Regions from separate parts of the Zea mays genome. Here regions 1 and 2 are each linked to region 3. A link is a contact called in public Hi-C data. All regions are on one chromosome and are shown on one strand. The core of a region is the stretch at or near the end of the contact, and the rest is flanking DNA. Distances in the headings are between cores, read along the strand shown.

Region 1 (4,460 bases), core at 640-3,139, 550 kb before region 3:
TCTTGTCGACCATACTGCTAAGGGGGGTTGAATTCGTCTCCTCTGAACATAACAACAACACTTGTACTCTTGGGCTTCCCTTACGGCTATAAAAGGAGGAGTCCAAGGTCCCCAGAGGGAGAGGAGGAAGGCGCAACACTTATCATTTACTCTTCACTCCTGACATTGGCACTTGCCTCAATCACTTCTAGATATTTAGTACTCATTCTCTCTCTCGACTAGATTGTACTCCCTACTACGAGCACCTCAGTGCAAAATAATATAAGTCTCATCCACATCGCTGAAAGTAGGGTCTTCCCTTGTTCGAATCAAGATAAATCTCGTGTCTTTTTGTATCACCATGTGGACCAGGGAGGCACGTAACACAAAATTCACTTGTTAGTTAGGACAACCGGTGTCCAAACACCAACATATAGCAACTATTAATTTTTTAGCTAATCACCATTGCAGCTCCTCTAATGTGATTTGTCCTCCCAATCAGGCATCGGTCCGCCAAATCTCGGTTGGAGGAGGGGCCACGACAGGGGATCTCACCGGTTTTGAGAAGAAGCTAGCCAACTAGCCATGTTGCTCTGTTTGTTGCACACTTGCGCACGCACGGTAGGTTGGGCGCCTCCGTTGATTAAATGCTCGGTGGCGGGGGGCGTGGCAGCGCGCGCACATGGCGGTGTGGTGTGTGCTGAGGGTGAGCCCGTGAGGCCGGCAACGCCAGGACGCCTGCGCTTTAATCCTTATCCGCCGGCGGTCATTGAAGACGGCGGCGTGCATGCGGGCGGGTGGGTCTCGACACCCCATCCATCGGCTCCCAACCGTCTCGGGTCGCCGGTACCGGTACGTCTCCGCATTATCGTCCGAGCTCGTCTACCGTGCGTGCGGACGCCATGCATGGCCACGGACGGGATCCGAAGGCAGAAATCAGGCGTTATTATATGGCGGCCAACCAAACTGGTGTGGTGGTGGGAAAGCTCGGGCCTGTGCCTCGCGTTTCATCTTGTTTCCAGCATTCAACTGGACTCTTCACGTACGTGGTCATCTGGAGATCTCATGGTTGGGACGACGACACCGGCAGCTCGTTTTTTAGACGGTCATATTTGATAGCAATGTTTCATTAGTTATCAGTAGCAGCAGACACAAGTACAATAAGATTTAAGTACGGTCACTGGAGTGTGCAATATGCCATTGCGCACTGGGCACCACAGCGAGAGCGCCCCCTGTCCTACATGATTCGCTGCTACATGCCGAGATCGACACGAGCGAAGCAAGTCTCTTCACTTCAGGCGTCACGGCGTCACGCGTAGGCGGCGTAGCAGCGGTAACCAACTCTGCCTGTCGTCGATCGCGGCAAGCTAGCTAGGCCTGCGCTGCCGCGCGCTTCATCCGCGCGACGGGGACGAAGGGCGCGGCGAAGCAGGGCTCGACGCCGGTCCACGGCGGGTGCGCCGCGCTGGGCGGCGCCCCCGGGTGCGGGTGACCGTGGTGGCCAGACAGCGCCGCCACGCAGAGCTCGGCGAGGCGCCACGCCGCGCGCCGCAGCCACTGCCGGAGCCGGAGCCCGCGGCCGCGGCCGCGCGCGCCAGGGCCGCCGAGCCGGACCACGTGCACCTTGCGGCGGCCGTGGCGAGGCAGGCGGAAGGAGTGCGCGGCGGCGCGGCGTGGCCCCACGATGGCGCACGGAGGCGGAGCTTCCCCCATTCTTCGCGCCTTTGCTCGTTCTCGCTGCTCGCTCCGCGGCGCCTCCTCTCTCTCTCTCTCTCTCGCGCGGGGGGGGGGGGGGGGGGGGGGGGGGGGGGGCTCGTGGCCTCTGCTCTGCTGTTTCCTTTCCTTCTCCCTCTGTTGCGTTGCGTTCCCGTGCTCCGATCCTGTGCCGTGACTGTATATAAAGGGGGAGGGAGGGGACACCCACGCCGACACTAGAGTGCACACGTATTCTTAAACTATATATAAAACTAATATATGGATTAATAAATCAATGAAATGAAAACGCGGGAAACCACACCCACAAAAAAACTGAAGAGAGACGGACAATGCACTCAATTCGTTAGGACGAAACAAGCTGGCTGGAAAATGCTGATGCAGCGCAGCAGACACACTTTTTACTTTTTTTTAGTTAGTTTTATTGATAATGACTAGGACCAGCATCATTCCTGGAACAAATGGAGAGGGTCAGAGGGTTCATACATACTGCCGGTGACACGAAACCGAGGTGCCAGGACGAATCGTTGACGCGTCTTGAGACTTGCAGTGCATACATACTGCACCTCTGAAACGCACGGTGCATCTACTGCTACGCTAGCATGGCGCCCTAACAGGGCAGTTCAAACACGTTTGTCAGGGTTGGTGACGAGAGAAGGGAAAGGAGAAAGAAGGTGGGAGAAAGAAAGAAAAAAAAGGCCTGCACAAATTAAATGGAAAAAAAGGGAATCCCCATGTGTTCGTGTACGGTGCCAGTCAGCTTTTCTTCTCTTTCTGGTTTTCTTTGATTTGTACACAGGTGGTACTACAGCCACATCTCCCAGTGATCCATTTTTCTCTTTCCGGTTTTCTTTAATCTCTACAAGTGTACAACCACATCCCAGTGCTCCATTTTGTTTCATATATGTACAGACCTACTCGGGAAATGGAAACCCCTTTAATTTAGTTGTTTCATATAACTACGGCCGGTAGGTCACTTGATAGGAACAACAACAAAAAAAAAGAATATATGGAGTGGTAGCATCGTGTTTTCTATGTGCGCGTGCGTAAATGCAGTCGTCGTATCAGCATGCGTCGTATCAGCATGCACACACACGTACATATGGTAATGGGAGTCAGTGCACTGATCCCCATTAGCTTAGCAAATTAAGCTCTGCGGCGAGAGGTGGGCTGCCGTGTTGTCTTTGGTACGCTGGCGGCTGGCCGGCCGTATACGCATACGCGTCCGTATCCAGGCGGGTCGATGCCAAGGGAGTAGAAACCGGCAAACAGAGAGACAGAACCCCACCGAAGGCAGGCGGGCGGCGGTGGCGGTGGCCGTGGGGTGCCGCCGTCGACGCGTCACGCGGCTGTTGCTTTCTTTGGGCCATGATCCGAGCGATGGCCGCTCAGGACTCAGGAGTCACTACTGATGACACTAGTAAGAATCTAGGGATAGCGGCAATGACAGCACTAGCAGCGAGTGACATTTGCATCAGATCGTGCTGCCGGCCGGCATCCAGCCAATGATCTACGTACGTATATACTAATGTAGTCATCCGCCAGTGCCTGGTCTTGCTCGGCCCAACTAGAATGCATGGGCTGGGTTGGTCCTTTCTTGTCTTGGCTGTGCTGCACTGCACTGCACTGCTACGGAAGGAAGACGCAGCGGGCGGGCCACGCCGCCCAGGCATAGGCACAAGCGCGTGACGAGCTGGTGGCGCCTGGCGGTGGCAGCTTGCGGAGGTCAGAACTGAGAAGGGAACCGAGCGGCAGATCCGGTCGGGTCGGTGCCAGCTGGCACCTGCAAATGGCCATGGCGAACAGGCCCGGCCCACCAGCGAATCAAAACGGCCATGGATTTCTGAGTCATGTGCGGGGGCGAACGGAACGGCGGACGGACAGGGGAAGCGGTGGCGTTTGCGGATTTTCCTTCCTTCGGTCATCCTTGTTCCTAGAAATCATATTTAAAGATTTATTTTAGTCAACTTGTTTGGTATTTTAAAGACTAAAAATAACTAAAATTTAAAAGGTGAGAAGCAAACACCTCCTTAGCCTGTGCCGTGTCGCAGCACCCCTATCACACCAGCATGGAAAAAAAAGGTTCTCAGTCACTCTGTGCATGTTTGGATAGTGCCCAAAGCTATCCATGCCCATGGATTGGCCGACCAAATTTTGGCTGCCCACAGATTGGCCAACTTTCGCAGGAAAAATAGCTAGTGAGCTAGGCATGTCTTTGGCCGGCCAATAATTAGCCTGCATCCAAACATGTAAGTTGCCAACGGTAACGACCTATTTTTGGTTTGAGAGAAGCAATCCAAACATACCATCTCTCCATGAGGGTGTGGATGTGAAAAAAGGCTTTGCCTCCTCACATACCCTAAATCTAAAGTTTCACTCTAAAAACAGTATAATCTACCATGCAAACCCTCTATTTTACACGGACCGATGAAGTTTACACTGTCGGCTGAAGACAATCTAAATACCCTCTCCCCTCTCTCTATCCTGATGCGGTTGTGATGTCAGGCTGCCTATTTTCCGCATGTGCATCCATAGTCCGCTGGAAACAGGTTATTCCCGGCCGCGCGTAGCACCTTGCGCGTCCACATTCAATAATTCACTGGTCATGTAAAATGAGCGCTCAACCGCTCGATTGCAAAAAAAAATTCGATTCTCCTCAGTGGGTTTGCATGTTCATGTGTGCTACTGGACGTGCACGCTATTTTTCCGTCGCGCATCCGTGTCTGGCTAGTGCAACTTCCGTATGCGTATGACGCAACTGTTGGTGA
Region 2 (4,141 bases), core at 1,578-4,077, 700 kb after region 3:
ATGAAAGGCTTGTGTGTGATTTATCTTCATGTCATGCTAATATTTCTAGCCTAAAAATGCAAATAATGATTTAAATGCTAGAATTAAAAAAGTTGAATGCCTCTATTTCTTCTTTGGAGCATGTTTCAAATTGTACTAAATGCAAAGATCATGCCTCTACTATTGCAAAGGTTAATGATAAAATTGTTCAATTAAACGTTCAACTTAAAACCTATAAGAATGAAGTAGGAAAAGTAGCTCCCTCAAGCGGTTTTGTTGGGCCTTGCCTTTACCCTCTTTAGGAAGATTCCTCTGTGATCCCTTATCTACCCAGGCAAGCGACTGACGGAAGAGCACCCATGGTGTTGTGCCCTCTCCGTCAAAAGATGATTGACTCCGGGTATGGGCTCTTCCTTCCTAGATTCTTGTGATGGCACTTGTCCCATTTTCTTCCTTGCGCAACCAAGTGATCTCGACGGGGCAGGTGAAAGACTTCAGGATGTCCTTCAGCCAAAGTGGGATGTCGACTCTCTCATCGTAGACCTCCTCGGACTTTTGGGAGAGCCAAGCCGCCACCAACACTGCGCTCGAGGTTGCCGATGGCTAGGGGGCCAGTCTTTGTGTTTCCTGAAGTGGACAGATCATCGCGTCGCAGGTAGGTGGTGACTGGGTGAACTCTATTTTAGTTTTTTTATTCCTCTCTCTCTCTATCTCTTTGATTGTTTTGTGTCGTTTTAGAGTTAGAGCTAGAGGTCTATAACCTTCATGTGGGTGTGGACAAGGTGGTTGCATTCATTCGTGCCCAGGGTACTGATCGAGGAGAGCGCCTCGAGAGTGCCTTCCCCCTTTAAATGAGCTCGAAACCAGAACACGGTCGACCATTTGAATATTGTTGGTTAACAATGATATGATTCGTGGGGCGTTCGACACGCTTTGACCATGGTGAGCCTCCCTCGTGCTTGGCTTTACAGGCCTTCACCGGAAGCGTCGCATCTAGCGACCTTTCTGATTTCAATCATGGGCTCTCGACACCGCTCACGCGGGTTGAGGTTGAGGGCGTTAAGGGCCTCGATGTAGTGTTGGGGCCTTCAAACAAAGTTAGTTGGCAGGGCACCACCCTGACCATGCCACTTTCTAGGCTGATGTTGATGCAGGGGTCACCACCGGCCTTTGCTCTCCTAAGCAGTGGGATCGGGCTTCCGGGGCCCTAATGGCTTCTACTTTGCCGATGAAGGAGAAGATAAGGCTCCTTAAAATGGATCACCGTTCCGGGAGGTCTGTTGTCGTCGTGGCTTGCCATCCGGAGCTTGGATGATCTCGTTGCGAAACGTGCAAGGCCCCTACCTAGCGCGCCAACTGTCGGTGTTTTGTATCTCGTTCCGACAAGTAAATTTATTTTGCGCGTTTCGGGCTCCAGAGGATGTGTGTGGAGGACACAAGATTTTATACTGGTTCGGGCAGAACATCCTTACATCAATCATTGGTGGCTTGCACTACTGGCACTATTGATGATCAAACTTGTAGTAACGGTTACAACAGTCGAGAGAGGGAGGAGAGGATCTCAGATCTCTTATCGGGGTGGAAGTGGAGCTTTAGAAGCTGAGAGGTGGAGTCCTAACTAAGGGCCTGTTTGTTTACCCCCATGGATTATATAATCTGGATTATTTTTGGAGGATTATATAATCTGGATTATATAATCTCGGTAGTCCTGTTTGTTTATCCAGATTATTTGAGTTGTTAATAGGATTCTTTTGTATGAGAAAGACAAGAATGCCCTCTATATTTGTACTAGGTTGAAACTCATATACGAAAAAAAGTTCAATTGACATTAGCAAATATTGCATTAGCAATATTATCACGGAATGCATTCATGTCACCTTCTTCATCCCCAAATTGACTAGTACTAGACGCAAAAACGATTCGGTGGATTATAATGACAATGGTGGGTAATTTCTAGGAAACTTGAAAGGGTAGTGGGGAAGTGAGAAAAAAATAATCTGAAATAAGCACCTCCTCACTTGCTTATGAATTATCATAATCCAAGGGGTTAGATTATATAATCTAGGCAAATAAGCTGGACTGTTTAGGATTATTTAATCCAGATTATATAATCTGGGGGGTAAACAAACAGGCCCTAAGTCTTGGCTTGGCGGGACTCCGACCTCTTGGTCCTCGTCGACGCTCCTCCTCGTGTGGCCAGTCATTTATAAAATTTAAATAATGCAATTGATATGGTATTATTAAAATTATATATAGAAGTCCGTATGGTACTGATGGTTGCAATGCGGTGGTGAAATAACTAGATTAAAATGACAATTTTTTTGTATGGTTAGCATCACAAATGGATTACAAAATCTTTTCTCGTAATAGTCTAACACACATTTGTACATAATTTATCGTTGTATTATATGTTTTCGTTGTAACGCATAATCACTCACCTAGTATAATTAAGAAAAAAACTGTTTTTGCATGTCTAGGTAGCAAAGCAACATAATATGACCGGTTTTATTTATGGATCCTATAAATGATATTTCATTGCCCTGTTTCAATATATGTACACATTATTATGTCAACACTGTACAAACATCTCTTTTTAAGAAAATATAATAATGTTAAGGTTTTTAAAAGAAATATAGATATAGACTATATCATCCATCTAAAACTAATAATGTACAAAAAAAAAAAGTACAACGCGTCCGCTGCCGAGACGACGAAGAGATAAACCCAAATGGAATGGACCACCAGAAACCAAACCGTCGTCAAGAGGATCGGAGGGAGGGCCGGATCGGAGGGGCGGGCGCTGGAAGCCACGGTCTGCTTTTAGGGTTTCTCTCCCCTCGCCGAGACAGACAAGTACTCCACCACACACACGCGCCCTACCCACGAAATTCACAAACCCACCGGAGGCACAGAAATTTCCCAGGCAAGGAAAAATCCCGTCCGAAATCCAGCGCTCCAAATCCGTTCGTCTCCTAGGCGCTCCCCCGAACCCGTCACGAATCCCTCAGATCCCCGCTGAAATCCCTCAATCCTCCGTGCTCGCCGCCGCCGCCTCCTCCCTGCGACAGCCGCGGCCGCGGATTTCCACCCGAGGGTTTCGTCTCGCTCTCGCTCTCTCCGCTCTACTGCCTCCACAGATTGGCGCGACCGACCCGTCATCGAGGACCTTCTTCCGCCCGAGAGGCCGGGGCTCCTCCCGCGGAAATTCACTCTCGTTCAGAGGCGGCGCTCTCCTCTTCATCGCCGCCCCCGCGCTCTGCTTGTACTGGAGTGGCGCGGGGTGGAGATCCACCCGGGCGTGGATCGATTCCTCTTCGTTTCTTCGTTCGGTGGTGAGTAACCCTAGCTTGGATTGTTCAAAGGATTTCTGGATTGTTCAAAGTATTTCCTTTGGTTTCATGTACCTACGGATTTGTTCTCGACGTGATAGTCTGCTAATACAATCTAATCCGTGCATGGCCTGATTAGTTTTTTATCCTTTAGGCGCGGAATACCAATCTATAGAAGTGCACGAGGAGTTTTTATATCCCCGATTTTTAGGGGGTTCAACTGAACTCCCATGCCCCACGCTAAGTCCGCCCCTGGTGGTGGTGGACTGAATTGGTGGACACTGTTGATTTTGTCGTGGGCATGGAGCGAAGTGAGCCCTCGTTGAAGCCAGAATGGCTGCTGCGGCCCACAGTACCTGCCACGACCCATAAGCCGGTGACTTCGCCCCGCGCAGGTGAGCTTGTCATCTAAATCCCTACTGTCTGTTTATGGCTATGGATAGCATTTGTGTGCGATTCATTGCAGTTTACATTTATGGATGTTACGTCAAGAATTTGCAACAGATAGATTTATGGTGACACTGGATAATATTAGAGTGCAGTTATCCCACTGGTGCCTAGATTTTTACATGCCAAGTGGCGCCTCTTTTGTGCATGGTAGAATCTTTTAAAGCAAGCTTTCCGTTTATGCATTGTTTTAATCTGTCATTGCGGTATATCAGCGATATTTACATGTGAAGTGTTCTACTTATTATGCTGCATGTAAATCAGGACGGTTTGTGGTGGTCCATGTTATCTCATAAGTTTTGCTAACTATGGTAACTTTTGAGGGAGCTCTTAGGGAGTCATTGCTTTGGATATCAGCCTTGCCCTGTATATTAAGAAACTGAAGT
Region 3 (4,778 bases), core at 679-3,178:
GCCGTGGACAGCAACGTCTCGACACGAGATCTCGGTCACCACGCTCGCTACGTGGCCAAGTGCCCACACGCATATATACTCCGTACTGCATAGTATGTGTCACCATCACCATCCAAGGCCAGGGATGGCAGCGGGTTACATATCCGGTGCACGCACATTATACCCACCAAAGAAAAAAAAATCATATTATCCATACTCACTATCCCCTAAACCCTAAAACCTTAACAGACTATTGTTACGCCTATGGTAAAATCTATATTTAGATCATGATCTAAAGGACCAGAATGGTCACTTGCATAACTTGTACAACCCTGGTCCTATGATTTTGAGGGCCCCATACGAGCTCATTGTGATAGACCTTCTATTATAATTTTTATATTTAAATAATATGTATGAATTTTACTTGCAAAGACATAAACAAATACATTGATATATATTCAATTTAATATGTCTGATAATTATCGAGAAATAAAGTCGATCACAATATATTTAGTGTTAGTTTGACAGCCCTATTTCTCTAAGGAATTCCTATTTTTCATTTGAAAATAAACTAATTTCCCTTAAGCTCCGTTTGTTTAGTTGGAATTGAATTCCATTCTGATAATTATTATAATTTCGATAAAACTAATTAAGCTACGAGCGTGTGACATGCGATCGGTGACGACAGTGAGAACGAGACTGGTTCTGTGTAGCAGTGTAGGAGGCCTTCAACGGACGCTTTAGCTAGACATATGCGTCGTTTGTTCCGCATATATGTAATTTAGGCCCCGTTTGGTTCCATTAGTCCTATAACTAAAGTTTAGTCTAGGGACTAAATTTTAGTTCCTAACCTGTTTGGCTTTAGGGACTAAATAGATTCTAAATACATTAAATGCAACACATAAAGACCAAAATGCCCTTTTTTTTGTTTGACACCAATTTTCTAGCAAGGGTAATTGGAGTAAATGTTGCCCTTTAGTCCATTTAGCACTCATGTGAGGGACTAGAGACTAAAGCCAATTAGTCCCTATTTTAGTCCTTTCGTTTGGTAAAATAGAGACTAAACGAGACTAAAAACGAGGGACTAAAGATTAGTCCCTCTAATCAAACGGGGCCTTAGTAAGACAATAATTTAATACCAACTCTACTATTATATTAGATATTGAGCCCATTTCTTTCTTGGGCCCCCGGCGAGGCCCCCGGCGATCGCCTCCGCTGCATGGCCCTATTGCCTGCCCTGAACTTATACTTACGGCCCCTGTTTGCACCGTCATTCTTTCCTATTGTCCACGATATATATTTTTAATATTTATATGACTATCATATAAACCGTTGTTCAAATTGTTAGCATCCAAGATACGCGCGCTACTTTCGATACCAATCCACTGTCAACCTAGTACGTTGTTTAGTACCTCGTCTTTAGGGGCACCCGGCACATTGAGGGCCTGTTTGGTTTGATGACTAACTTGCCACATTTTGCCACACTTTTCTGCCTAAGGTTAGTTCTTCAATTCGAACGACTAACCTTAGGCAAAGTGTGACACGTTTAGCCACAAACCAAACAGCCCCTGAGTTCATTCTTCAACATCTCTGATACAGTAGTAGTGCGCGGCATCACGGGGCATCGTTGTCCGCATCAGCAACCACACACGCCGGGGCCGGGGCCGGGCCATCGTTGTCCGCGTCACCTGCGTCGAAGCATCGGTCCCGCAGGCCGCAGCTCCGCCCCTATTTTTCCCGGTCGCATAGGACGCATGCAACACGTGTGGCCGGCGCAGGAATACCCATCGCCGCGCCTGCGCGTCCGTCCAGCCGAGCCGAGCTCGTCGCGTCGGTTGCTGCTCCGTGCAGGACTGCAGGCCCCAGCGAGTCCTCACTTACTCCCAGACCGGCGCCCCTATATATGGTGCTGCTCCCACCGCGAGCAAGGTGGTAGCTCGCGCCACTGCACAAACAGAGACTAGTCCAAAGCACCATAACGAGAGAGAGGGAGAGAGAGAAAGAGAGAAAAAAAAACACTCGGAAACGATCCGCGAACTAGTCCACCGGCGATTTGTTGTTTTGTTCTTCAGTGCGTCAGCCAACCTTAACTGCTACGATCGGTCGATCAAGGGGGAGGAAGTTTCTGGAGCTCTGCCCATGGCGTCGGCGATGAAGCTGCTGGGGAGATCTTCCTTGGCGAGCCCTGCTGCCGCGGCGCCCGGACGGGAGCGGCGAGGCGGGCCCTGCTTCGCCGCGGTCGGAAGGGAGGGGAGCGCGCACAGGAGGAGGTCGTCGCTGAGGTCGACCGCGCCGGTGGGCGCGCTGGCCGAGCGGGTCGTGGTGACGCCGGCGCCACCGGAGAGGGCCGGGGCGGGCCCCCCGGAGCCGCACCCCCAGAGCGTGGCCGCGCGGGCCGTGGTCACCGTGCGGCGGAGGCGGAAGGAGGACGCCAAGCGCCGGGTCGCCGAGCAGCTGGACGCGTACGCCGACCGGGTTGGCCGCAGTGTCCTCCTCGAGCTCATCAGCACGGAGACCGACCCAAGTAAGAAACAGTTCCGTGATTCCACCATCCCCGTCGCCGCCCGCCACGCGATGGCATGGAATTCCAAGACGCATCCGGCGTTGCGTTGCATCTTTGAATTGTACTGGCAGTAGCATAGATTGATTCCTTCTTTCTTTCTTTCCCTTTTCTTCACTCGCCGCTCTTCTTCTCCGTTCGCTCCACCGCCACCACCACCACGTACCTTCATGGAACCCGCGGCGAGAATATTCCAGCTGGTGCGCCTTGACGTCTGGTGCCTTTGTCTCCGAGTCATCATTTCCAAATGGACCATCACGTGGAGCTGTCTCTCTTGATTTGAATATTTGATTTGTGCCCAAAGCCGCCGTCTTTACCATCTCGTCTGCGTCGAAACGAAGATGGAGTTAGTACGCAATTACGCCAGGCGAGGCATCGATCTTACCGAATCATCGTTGAATCGGTGGCAGGAAAGGGGGGCCCCAAGAAGAGCAGGCGCTCGGCGCTGGTGGGCTGGTTCGAGAAGAAGGACGTCAAGACGGAGCGGGTGGTGTACACGGCGGACTTCACCGTTGACGGGTCCTTCGGCGAGCCGGGCGCGGTCACCGTGCTCAACCGGCACCAGCGCGAGTTCTTCATCGAGAGCATCGTGGTGGAGGGCTTTCCCTCCGGCCCCGCGCACTTCACCTGCAACTCGTGGGTGCAGCCCACCCGCGTGGACCGCAACCCGCGCGTGTTCTTCACCAACAAGCCGTACCTGCCGGCCGAGACGCCGCCGGGCCTGCAGGAGCTCCGCCGCCAGCAGCTCAGCGACCTGAGGGGCGAGGGTGCCGACACCGGCGAGCGCAGGATCACCGACCGGGTGTGGGAGTATGACGTGTACAACGACCTCGGCAACCCGGACAAGGGCGCCGAGTTCGCGCGCCCGGTCCTCGGCGGCGAGCAGCAGCTGCCGTACCCGCGGCGGATGCGAACGGGCCGGCCCAAGACCATCACAGGCAAGCCTCCGCTTTCCCGTTTCCCTGTTCAGTTCTTGTCACCACCGCCATCTGTCCTATAAATTCCGCGACAGCAACAGTGGCGACCAAGCATGGCGGAGAGGGCGCCGTCGCCGTCGCGCGTAGCTTTCGTATCGGAACCACCCGATCGCGGGCGACGTTGACCGAGGCTAACATTTCCTCGTGGTGGCGCTTGCAGACGACCGCGCGGAGAGCCGGGTGGAGTACCCGGAGCCCATCTACGTGTCCCGGGACGAGGAGTTCGAGGACGGGAAGAACGAGATGCTGTCGGAGGGCGCGCTCAAGGCGCTGCTCCATAACTTCATGCCGCTGCTGGTGAGCTCCGTGTCGCCTGACATCCGCGACTTCGCCGGCTTCCACGACGTGGACAACCTCTTCAAGGAGGGCCTCCGCCTGAAGCAGGCCCTGCAGGACCAGCTGTTCCAGAAGATCCCCTTCGTGCGCAAGATCCAGGAGAACAGCGAGGGCCTCCTCCGCTACGACACTCCCGACATCATCAAGAGTAAGCCAGCGCCCATGCGCCTTCCTCCTCCTCCGTCCATGATCCATGGAGGTCCGATACGATAAGATACGGGGCACGACAATGTTGTACTCATGCTGTCGTCTGTTTTCTTTTTCCGCCCTTCCGTGTGGCAGAGGACAAGTTTGCTTGGCTGCGGGACGACGAGTTCGCGAGGCAGGCGCTGGCTGGCATCAACCCCGTCAACATCGAACGTCTTCAGGTATACATATCAATCACAAGCCCAACACGCCGCGGACACTGAGTCCGCTGCTCAACGACCCCAGCCGTTGCTGTCAAGACGCCGCCGTGCTTACCGCTCGCTCACTGCCGTCCGTTCCTCTCGTGTCTCTCCCAGGCGTTCCCGCCGATGAGCAAGCTGGACCCGGCCGTGTACGGCCCGCCGGAGTCGGCCATCACGGAGGAGCACATCATCGGACAGCTCGACGGCATGTCGGTGCAGCAGGCGCTGCAGGACGACAGGCTGTACATGCTGGACTACCACGACATCTTCATGCCGTTCCTGGACCGGATCAACGCGCTGGACGGGCGGAAGGCCTACGGCACGCGCACGCTCTTCTTCCTGACGGCCGCGGGCACGCTGAAGCCCATCGCGATCGAGCTGTGCCTGCCGCCGATGACCGACGGGTGCGCGCGCGCCAAGCGGGTGTTCACGCCGCCCGCCGATGCCACCAGCAACTGGCTGTGGCAGCTCGCCAAGGCACACGTCTGCTCCAATGACGCCGGCGTCCACCAGCTCATCAACCACTGGTATGTGCAC

The links. Hi-C and Micro-C count contacts between places; a contact is called where the count stands out from the background.
Region 1: a Hi-C map of bundle sheath shows a contact between it and region 3, with 2.7 times the contacts expected there. The contact joins the promoter of LOC103646394 here to the promoter of ts1 in region 3. A contact is called at or near these places in 6 of 25 Hi-C or Micro-C datasets (bundle sheath, ear, endosperm and 3 more).
Region 2: a Hi-C map of endosperm shows a contact between it and region 3, with 2.6 times the contacts expected there. The contact joins the promoter of LOC100273515 here to the promoter of ts1 in region 3. A contact is called at or near these places in 3 of 25 Hi-C or Micro-C datasets (endosperm, leaf mesophyll and tassel).

The regions. Positions count from the first base shown.
Region 1 is chr2:47,580,730-47,585,189 of Zm-B73-REFERENCE-NAM-5.0, reverse strand. It overlaps LOC103646394, which reads right to left and starts at 1,889. Exons shown (of 1, transcript XM_020549284.3): 1 at 1,074-1,889. The coding sequence starts at 1,692. The coding sequence ends at 1,351.
Region 2 is chr2:46,336,427-46,340,567 of Zm-B73-REFERENCE-NAM-5.0, reverse strand. It overlaps LOC100273515, which reads left to right and starts at 2,827. Exons shown (of 6, transcript NM_001360263.1): 1 at 2,827-3,311; 2 at 3,463-3,703. The coding sequence starts at 3,610.
Region 3 is chr2:47,032,105-47,036,882 of Zm-B73-REFERENCE-NAM-5.0, reverse strand. ts1 (tasselseed1) reads left to right here and starts at 1,928. Exons shown (of 7, transcript NM_001352513.1): 1 at 1,928-2,503; 2 at 2,950-3,477; 3 at 3,677-4,000; 4 at 4,135-4,220; 5 at 4,356-4,768. The coding sequence starts at 2,119.